Linked DNA regions of Mus musculus: region 2 is linked to region 1. The links are chromatin contacts, called in public Micro-C maps. All regions are on one chromosome and are shown on one strand. The core of a region is the stretch at or near the end of the contact, and the rest is flanking DNA. Distances in the headings are between cores, read along the strand shown. Region 1 overlaps Cltc (clathrin, heavy polypeptide (Hc)). Region 2 overlaps Gm33742 (a long non-coding RNA gene).

Region 1 (5,251 bases), core at 713-3,212:
CTGCATTAGAGAAAAAGTGGGAGAGCAGGCCCAGGTGGTAATCATTGATATGAATGATCCAAGTAATCCAATTCGAAGACCAATCTCAGCAGACAGTGCCATCATGAATCCTGCCAGCAAAGTGATTGCACTGAAAGGTATAAAGGATTGTGAATGTTTTTCTTGAAATTCTTATGTGTGTTGTATGCAAATAAAATTACTGACTTGTACTTTTTCTGTTATATGTTGAATAAATTTAATTAGATCTGCAAAGTTGAAATTAATTCTGAACTTGAGTTAGTGTTTGTAATTTTAACCTTGAATGTTTCTCTGAAATGTTGTAGAATAGATATACTTGAAATAATTGTAAGTTTTACGATATATACATTTTATATCTGACATGATAAAAGGCTAAAAGCATTTCTGTATAGGGGAATGAAAGTAGTATTCTGTAATAAGTCATAACAATATTAGGACCTAAACATTTCAGTGGTTACTGTAACAATCAGCTTCTCCATTCTATGCCTTTTTTATAGTTTAGGCTTCTTTTCACTTAGATCATCAAGTGCTAAAAGTGGCTTGAATTTAAACTTGTTAGAGAGAGTTGGGGAGAATAACTGCACACGGTTTTTAAAATTCATCACCATCATCATCATTTTAGTTGAGTCTTACTTTGTTGCCCAGGCTGGCTTTGAACTAGAATTCTCTTACCTAAGAGAATTTGAGTAGCTGAGATCGTAGGGGTGGGCAGCCAGGCCCAGCCAAACTAACTAGTTTCCACAGGGAGCAATGCTGCGGATCAATCTAAATAGAGTTAAACAATCTCATTTTATCTGAGAACCTATCTTCTTTTCCTTTGAACTTTAGAATGAAGGTACAATAGAAAACTAGAAGTTACTAAGACTAAGAAGTCTAGGTGCAAACTGCTAGACCTTTGAAGTAGCATTTAAAACTGCCTCCTTTTCCTTTGTGCTTTAATTAGGGATTGGATCCAATGCTGCACACATGCTAGGCAAGTGGGCAGAGGGTTGGTACTGGGCTATATCTCAGCCTTTGTTTTTCTTGATAATAAGAAAGAGAATTCAGTTTCCTGGTAATTTATAAAGTGTGGATGAATTAGAGGCACTGAGCTTTTCAACCTGTCTTTTCTTCACGTCATTCAAACTGGGGGCCTGATTTTGGTGTATAGTTTTGTTTTGGTGACACAGGGTCACTCGTTTTGTTGCCCCCGCTGTCCTGATCTTGCTATTAGAGCAGGTTAGCTTCAAATTCACAAAGATCACCTGCCTCTGCCTCCCTAGTGCTGGGATCAGAGACATACACCACCATGCTCAGCCCATTTAATCTTTAAAAATACATCTTGAATAATTCTTAATTGAATAGTTTGGGTCTAGAAGTATTGAGAGTTTTTTTTGCTTTGAGGAGATTTTTAGAATTCTTTTTAGAACATTCTGTTTGTTATTTTGTCTATCTATGTGGGGGGACATACATGTGAAGGAAACTCAGGGAAGTCCGTTCACCTCCCATCATGTGGGGCTGGCTTGTCAGCAAATGCCTTTCCTTCCCTGCTGCACAGTTCACAGACTTAGATTTGGAATCTCTGCATAGATTTTGTTCGTGAGCATCACTAACTAACCTGAAAGTCAAAGATTAGAAGCCTGAACTTTCTAGTTTCGTGGTACAGGTTTTGGAACATTTTGGAGTATCTTACTGGCAGGTTGGGAGCTAAGAATAACCTAGTCAACATAACATCAGAATTTATGTCAGGCAGAATTGATCTCATCTTCAGAAAGGATATTTCACCTTTTACCTATGACCAGATATTTTGGGATAGTATACATTTTGCTTTTACCTAAAAGTATATTACGTTTTAAAGTATTAAAATGTCTGTCGACCTCCTTAAATAATTTGAATTCGAGTGCTTTGCATACATCACACTTCTCTTTTTAAAGGCCATCAGTTGAATTTTGCCAAGTTCTTTTCTATTTTTAATGTTACTGTTATCTTATCACATTTCTTAATGCTTTCTTATGTGTGCAGATGGTGAGTTACCTTAAATTAGATTGTGTTAGTCATTGTCCTGTTCTATAAAAAGAATGATTTAAAAAATTTATAGCTTTGCAAAATAGTGTGTTATACTTTGTGTCTATCTGTCTACTTCATAGCTATTATCCCTTGTTCCTTCCCCAGACGCTTACACATAGTCTAGCCCCCTTCATGTAAAACAGAATAAAAGTCTAGTTATTTAGAGGTTGATGGATACAGTAAAGAAAAGCAAATTCTTTAAATATTCTGCTTCCCTCTGAAGCCAGTTTAAACTTCATGCCTTCTTTTTATAAACAGGACTATAACTTTCACAATTTCTCCAGTCTGGTTGTGGTTTATAAGCCGTGTGGGATGGGAGTCATACACTGTCTTATAGAAGAAGGCTTTGTTGTTTAGTACGATGGGTTGCCGTACAAAGCTCTTAGGCTTTGTCTGTTTCCCACCTCCCTTGTCACCCTCCCACTCTGACAGCTTTTGTCCTTTAGGAGCCAGATTCTCCGTGGCTCAGGAACAGAGTTACCCTCAGTTTCTGAGGATTATCCTTCAGAGCCTAGGCATGGCTCTGGGCTTTGACTGCTGTTGATTTCAGTGAAATCACCTTTCCGACTGTGACAAATTTCAAACGACAAGTATAAGCCCTTGCATCTGACTCTGGACTTTTAACATTAAATGCGAATTTCCCCTACTTTTACTAAACGCTTACTGTCTTAACTGGATGAAGCTTGGACTTTGTTCTCACTCCAGTATATTAACAGCATTGGAAACCACCCTCCCCCTGTCTTCCTCTTCTTTCTCCAGCACTTCTGTTTTCCCTTTGTATCTTAGACCAGTTAAATGTAGCATGCACTATGGTGACCAGCAAAGTTGACATACAACTTCTTTTCAAAACGCAGTTTCCACAAAATCGAGTTGGGTGAGAGATGACTGCATTTTAAAAAGTGGACATTTCCTCCTTGTGTTTCTATTAGATTGGCTTTGTCTTTTGTATATACAGCTACTTTAGTTTATGTGTGAGCTAAGTATGCAATGAAAGTTACAGCTCTGTTTTTTATCAGTAAGAAAGCTTTTCCTTAGTCTTATTTTCACTTTGGATGTAGAATCCTGTAGAAGTCACATGTTTATAGTATTGCCGTTGTGTTCATTAGAGGTAATAAAGAGTTTTGCCTAAGGGTGCAGGTGTACATTGGTTTGCTTGGTCTCAGCTGTAGTTCTAGCAATGTGACTCATATAGTTATTAGTCCCAGGATAAAACCACATTACTTGGAACGTAGGGATAGTTAGCTAGGTATTAATTTTAAACTTTGCTTCTTTTTCATTATTCTTTAATTCTTTATTCAGCTGGCAAAACTCTTCAGATATTTAACATTGAAATGAAAAGTAAAATGAAGGCCCATACCATGACTGATGATGTCACCTTCTGGAAATGGATCTCTTTGAATACGGTTGCTCTTGTTACGGATAATGCAGTTTATCACTGGAGTATGGAAGGAGAGTCTCAGCCAGTGAAAATGTTTGATCGTCATTCTAGCCTCGCAGGATGCCAGATCATCAATTACCGTACAGATGCAAAGCAGAAATGGTTGCTTCTCACTGGCATATCTGCACAGGTAATTCTCGTTAGTTTGTGATGAAGAAGTGGCCTAAAGCCCTGTTTTGTTCAATATCACTTCAGTTAGGTCTTTAAACCCAATGTTACTGAATTTGATTTATTTTGAAAGGTTTTCGTTTTTAGTGATTGTTGGCTTATACCTTTAACCTGACGTGAAACTTGAGTACTCTTACCAGTTTTTGTGTTTTTTTAAAAGATTTATTTATTATATGTAAGTACACTGTAGCTGTCTTCAGACACTCCAGAAGAAGGCATCAGATCTCATTACGGATGGTTGTGAGCCACCATGTGATTGCTGGGGTTTGAACTCTGGACTTTCAGAAGAGCAGTCAGGTGCTCTAACCCACTGAGCCATCTCACCAGCCCCCCTCTTATCAGTTTTTAATTTTCACAGATTAAGGAAAGATTGAGTGATTAGAATGTTTTTGGAGTCTCAGTGTGCTTCAGAGTGAATCTGTATTGTTGTAGTAAGATGGGTAAAGAGATGACAGGATGAGACATGTTTTATTCACATTAGACTTTAATAAGATAATTTTGGAGTTAAACTTTTAAAGTTAAGTATCAATCTACAATAAGAGACTAACATGTGGTGCTGGAGAGATGGCTCATTGGTTAAGAGCACTGACTGCTCTTCTAGAGGTTCTGAGTTCAATTCCCAGGAACCACATGGTGGCTCACAACCATCTACAATGGGATCTGATGCCCTCTTCTGGTGTGTCTGAAGACAGCTACAGTGTACTCATATACATACAATAAATAAATCTGAAAGAGAGAGAGAGAGAGTGTGTGTGTGTGTGACAAGTACTGCTGAAGCTGGCAAACTATTGTAACTGCTTCACTAACTGAATCTGAGATCTGCTGGGTCATTGGATCTCTAAAGATTTTTGTTTCTTGTTTTTATTTGCAGCAAAATCGTGTGGTTGGAGCTATGCAGCTGTATTCTGTAGATAGGAAAGTTTCTCAGCCTATTGAAGGGCATGCAGCTAGTTTTGCACAATTTAAGATGGAAGGAAATGCAGAAGAATCAACATTATTTTGTTTTGCTGTGCGGGGTCAGGCAGGAGGAAAGGTAAGTTGTGTCCAATAATTATTTTAGTGAGTCTGTTTTGCTCTTTGTCATCTAAGTTAAAAATACTCATTTTTCTTCCTAAGTTTCATAGTATTCAGATTTGTGGTGCCTGACAAATATAATAATATAAATTATATTATATAATAATATATTATTAATTATTATTATTAATTTATATTATATAAATTATATATATAATATAATATAATCCTATTCTGCCATCTGAGGATCTTAACTTTTAGCAGTGTCTTTTTATATAACCTAGGCTGGTTTTGAATTAAGTCCTCTTGCCTCAGGATCTGAGTGCTGGTATTATAAACCTTTAGAGACCATTGAGCTCTTTGATTGTCTTTATCAAAGGCTTTTTGTTGTGTCTTTCACTTTACTCTGCATAGACTCATTAGGGTTGCTAAAATACCCATATATGTGTGCAGTACATGTCAAGAGTCTGATTCATTAAGTATTGCCCAAGAAGAATTCGATTCATCCTTTTTAAATTCCCTAGGTGACTTGAGGTAGATAGAATGGATGGTCTCTTAAATTAGAGA
Region 2 (5,251 bases), core at 1,261-3,760, 100 kb before region 1:
GTTCTTCCCTCCCAAGTGCTGTGATTTCAGCCACACCTACCCTGCCCAGCTCAGAAACAGTCACTCTAGGCCTCAGAATCATCTATTTTCAGGTAGGTGTGAAACCTTTACAAATATTTTCCATTTCATCTTTAATTTTGGTTGAGTCCTAATTTTGTAGTCTGGCTCTATATGCAGAAATTTAATATATTGAAGTGTTGTAAAAGCATTTTCCTTTTTGTAAAACACTGGACACATGGAAAACTCATCCCTGCATTCCTTTTGTTGTATAACCTCACACTTTCATGATTGAAACTTTCGAATTGTTTCTTGTTTTCATGGTGCTAGGGATCAAACCCAGGACCTTGCATATCCAGGCAAGGTTTTTTTTTTTTTTTTTTTTTTTTTTTTACCATGAGTCAAATCCCCTAACTCCCCCCAGCCCTGATACACACACACACACACACACACACATACACACACACACACACACACACACACACACACACACACACGGTCAGTTTCTATTTGTAACTCAGAATGGTTTGGAACTTGGTATATACACAGTATCTTAGACTGGCCTCAATCCTGAGATCCTCCTGCCTCAATGTCTCCCCATCCAAAGTGCTCAGTCTAATGGCCTTTAAGGCTTTCAAGTTTATTAGTTTAAAATAATTTTATCAAGAAAAATATATTTAGTCCATGATTAAGGCAAAGTAATAAAACCCCGAGTTATGGTCTGAGTGTGGTAGCTTTAAATCCCAGCACTTAGGAGGGAGAGGCAGGAGGATTTCTGTGAGTTTGAAGCCAGCCTGGTAATCTAGAAAAGTATTTGTGTATGGGCTAGAGAGATGGCTCAGAAGTTAAGAGCGCTGACTGCTCTTCTAGAGGTCCTGAGTTCAATTCCCAGCAACCACACATAACCACACAACCATCTGTAATGGGATCTGATGCCTTCTTCTGGTGTGTGTGAAGACAGCGACAGTGTACTCATATACATAAAATAAATAAATAGATCTTTAAAAAAAAAGAAAGGAATGCATTTGTGTGTGTGTGTGTGTGCGCGCGTGCACACACACACACACACACACGCACATGTACAAAGTTGCATAACAAAAGGAATGCAGGGATTAGTTTTCAATGTGTCCAAATGAGGTTTTGTAAAAAAGATGAATTCATTTAACATTAACAACTCATAAAGCCATCACAATCACCTAGCTCTAGAATGCTAGCACAATTTCTGGTTGGGAGTTCAACTCGGTGACACAGTGATTGCTACCAAGCAGAAAAACCTAGGTTCCATCTCCAGAACAAAACCAAACCAAAACAACAAAACCAAATCTATTTTCTGTACCTGGCAAACAGGAACCATTCGCTCGCTCTCTTTGGCCATGACTGTTCCACTCTCTGTCTCCATGACGTGACTGGCTCGTCCTGGCTAGGAGACTCATTCACGTTGTACCATGAATGACAATGTCCTTTTAATCTTCTTTTATAAGCTGAATAATGTCTGTTGTATGTATTTACAAACTTTCTGTACCCATTCATCTCTCAGTAGACATTTGGGTTGTTCCTACATTTTGGTTGTTACCATCAAAAATGATATAATTATTTAGTCAGGTCCCTGACCTCAATTGTGGTCAGTAGGCACTTTTGAGTGGAAATGCTTTATCAATATTGTACCATATGCTTAATTTTTGAAGCACTTCCATTTTTTTTTTGCCATAGCAGTTGCACTATTATCTTTGGCGTAGATTTCAATTTTTTAACATCCTCCCACAATTTAAATTTAAAATTTTAAATTTTATATAACATTGATTAATTTTTTGTAACCTCATCTAGTTTTTGATTGCTTGTTTTTTAAACAGCCAAGAGATTAGTTTATTTCATTTTCTGGAGTGTTTTGCCTGTGTGTATGTCTATACACTGCACAGATGCAGTACCTATGGAGACCTAAGGGGACATTGGATCCCCTGGAACCAGGGCTACATATGGCTGTTAGTGTCATGTGGGTGCTAGGAACTGAATCTAGGTCCTCTGCAATGTGACAAGTATTCTTAACCATCAAGCAATCCCTCTGGCCCCAGGTTGCTTTTTGAGACAGGGTTTCATTGTAGCTCAGGTTGGCTTCAAATTCACCATGTAGCCAGGGCTATCCATGAATTCCCTATGCCCCTGCCTCCACCTTGTAAGCACTGAGATTGCAAGTGTGACACACCACATCTGGCTTACTTATCCAGTGTGTCTAGCTTTTGTGATTCCTGTTAGTGCAATATGAATACTTACACTTTGCATATACCTTCTCTGGCTATAAAGGAAGTATGTAATTATTGAAAACCTACAGCTCATATAATCTATAATTTTTCTGTCCTTTACAGAGCTGAGTTTATTAGGTCACATTTGCAGTAATGCCTGAAATCTTACTAGTTCTTTCGCTAGTCAAATCTACTTTCCTCTGCTCTGTTCTACCCTGGTCTTTCCTGATGGCCCTGCCTGAGCAATGCAGTCCCTGATGTAGTTACCATAGGAGCCACTGGAGGGCAGTAGCTCCCTCTCACCTCTGCCCCTATTGTAGAAAGGGTGTTGCCATTAGGCCAAGAGCATTCCTGAAGCAGCAACTTAAGGAGTTGCTCAACAACTGTAGAGAAACAGGGAGAGCCTCCTTCTTCCACATTTAGTTATACGTTGTCACCTGGGTTTTGTACAATTCCAAGCCTAGGACCTGACTGAGAAAGTGGAGGGGGAATGGCCCTGGGGGTGGGGAGATAGCTCTGTTGGTAAAGTCTTCATTAAATGCAATATCCAGGCGCTCCTGCATGCAGATCTGGAAACTTCAGTGGCCAGTGACCCTGCCTCAAAGAATATAGTGGCAGCTAAGGAGGCAAAGGCAGGTGGATCTCTGAGAGTGTGAGGCCAGCCTGGCTTACATAGTGAATTCAAGGCTATCCAAGGCTACACAGTGAATTCCTGTCTCAAAAACAAAACAAAATAACAAAAACAACCAAACAACCCTGAAACGTAACTGTAACAAAGTGGCCAGGTCTGGAGAGATGACTCAGTGGGTAAGAGTTCTTGCTGCTCTTCCAGAGAACCGAGGTTTAATTCCCAAATGGCAGCTCACAACTATACCTAACTCCAGTTTCAGGGGGTCTGACTCCCCATTCTGGCCTTCAGGTGCACTGCACACACATGGTGCATAGATACTGAGACACATACAATAAAAGTAAATAAAATCTTTAAACAAATAAGGTGATGGAATTCAAGCTGTTGGTAGAGTGCTTGCCTAGTTTACATCAAGCTGCAGGCCCTATCCCAAGTATTCCTTGAAAAATGGTGGGGTGGTGTAGCTCTATCACCCCAGTTCTCAGGAAGGACAAGCAGGATCAGAAAGTCAAGGCCATTCTGAGCCACACTGTGAGTTCCAGGCCAGTATGAGCTACGTGAGATTCTGTGTAATAGAATTCTGTGCAAATAAACAACAACAACAAAATAACAAAGCATGAGAGACTGGAAAAACATGACATATCAACCATTGGCTTTCACAGGCATGTGTGCTCACCTACACACACGGACACACACAAATAAAGAAAAGAGAAAAAAAATGGCCCTGATACCCTGTAGTTGGCAGCCCACAGCTGGTCTCAGAGCGTTCCCTTACCAAAGATAAACAGTTTTCACAGAGTAACAACAATCCTCAGGCGAGGTCACTTGGTTGTCTTGGGGAAACAAGGCAATAAGGAAAATCAGCATGGACACAGAAAAGGACATTCAACAACCACAAAAACATCCTTACGGTTCTAGCTACGTGGACAAGAACCTAGCCTTTTATCGTGTTAATGGGATGAGGTTGCCAGCTGTTGTCTCCATCCTAGTTCTCTCTGCTGCCTCCCTACCTTCCTCAAACACCTTCTCATGCAAACTAATCCCTGTGTAATGACTGAGGTTTCAGCTTAGGTCATTGACCACGTGAATGGACGACTTTTGTTTGGTTGGTTTGATTTTCAAGATAGGGTTTCTCTGTGTAGCCCTGGCTGTCCTGGAACTTTTACGGTAAACCAGGCTGGCCTTAGACTCAGAGCCTTAGACACCACCCCTGCCAGCAGCTTTATAAGACTGCTTTTTATAATGCAAAGAGTCACATCTTATAAACAACAATGCTTGAGAATATAACCTTTTCTTCACCCTTCCCTTAGAAAGAAAACCCAAGGGCTGGGGCTGGGGGTCAATTAGTAAAATGCTTGCCTAGCATGCATGAAGCCCTGGGCTCCATCCCTAGCATAGCAGAAAGGTTGTAACAAGCAAGGCATGACTACATGCCCAGCACTTTGGGGGATAAAGTCAGGGGGGTCAGAAGGGTCAAGGCCATCCTCATGCTTGACTGGTTACGATGCTAGCCTAGGGTATGTGAAAACATACCTCCAAAAACTGTGTGTGCGTCACCTTTAAACATCCTCTTTAACCTTTTCCTCCAGTTGCACTTTAAAATTACCTACCGTGCCTCTCCTTTTTCCTTCCTTCCCCCTTCCTCCATTGGTTCCCCCTCATTTACTCTCCAAATGCCCTTCTCTTTGCTCCTGCACACTTTTTTTTTTTTTTTTCCGAGATAGGGTTTCTCTGTGTAGCCCTGGTTGTCCTGGAACTCACTTTGTAGACCAGGCTGGCCTCAAACTCAGAAATCTGCCTGCCTCTACCTTCCAAGTGCTGGGATTAAAGGCATGCACCACCACCACCTGGCTTCTGTACACCTGTACACTTTCTTACTATTCTATTCACCCCTGCCACCCCACCCTCGTGAGCGTGAGCCTAAGAGCAGAGTGTAAAGTGTTGTATAGAGCCCTAAGCCCGTAGTGGGTTCTAGCTTCTGGCAGCCACGGCAGAGCACAGCGCCATCTGCTTAGCTTGGCAGAAATCACTTGAGCGTATCTCCTTCCACTGCCCCTGAGAGAGGCCACAGAACAGCACCTAGGGTTGTTGGAGCTCCGCAGCCTGGTCAGTGGTTTCATCCAGACCCCTGACAGAGGAAACAGCCCTGAAAACAGACCCCTCCCCTTTGTAATGTGGGCACTTCACCTCAACTGGCACTGTCCTTGCCTACAATAATAGCAAGTTTGGGCCCAGCCTGGGATACATGAGGCTCTGTCTAAAACAACAACAAAACAAATTAACATGGTAAAATTAAATTCTAATTTTATTACACTTATTTATGTATATTCAAGTGTGTATGTGTTTGTGCGCTCACGTGTGTGCGTGTGCAAGGGAGCCATGTACATGG

Evidence for each region. Hi-C and Micro-C count contacts between places; a contact is called where the count stands out from the background.
Region 2: a Micro-C map of B cells shows a contact between it and region 1, with 5 times the contacts expected there. The contact joins two enhancer-like sites. A contact is called at or near these places in 3 of 15 datasets of contacts at CTCF or cohesin (CD8 T cells, large pre-B cells and pro-B cells), 8 of 484 Hi-C or Micro-C datasets (B cells, the G1E-ER4 cell line, Th2 cells and 4 more) and 5 of 115 datasets of contacts at active chromatin or transcription factors (CD8 T cells, bone marrow-derived macrophages, effector CD8 T cells and 2 more).

What each region holds. Positions count from the first base shown.
Region 1 is chr11:86,731,957-86,737,207 of GRCm38.p6, reverse strand. It overlaps Cltc (clathrin, heavy polypeptide (Hc)), which reads left to right. Exons shown (of 32, transcript NM_001003908.2): 2 at 1-137; 3 at 3,364-3,632; 4 at 4,542-4,703. Among named protein-coding and RNA genes, the nearest start is that of Cltc, 23 kb to the left of the region's middle. Within about 2 kb of position 1,962, at least 18 of the 459 cell types and tissues checked have an H3K27ac peak or open chromatin away from gene starts, as enhancers often do. A contact at or near this core is called in B cells and bone marrow-derived macrophages, where this site is marked.
Region 2 is chr11:86,833,865-86,839,115 of GRCm38.p6, reverse strand. Gm33742 (a long non-coding RNA gene) reads left to right here. Exons shown (of 5, transcript XR_001780285.2): 4 at 17-92. Among named protein-coding and RNA genes, the nearest start is that of Gm51288, 16 kb to the left of the region's middle. Within about 2 kb of position 2,510, at least 62 of the 459 cell types and tissues checked have an H3K27ac peak or open chromatin away from gene starts, as enhancers often do. A contact at or near this core is called in B cells and bone marrow-derived macrophages, where this site is marked.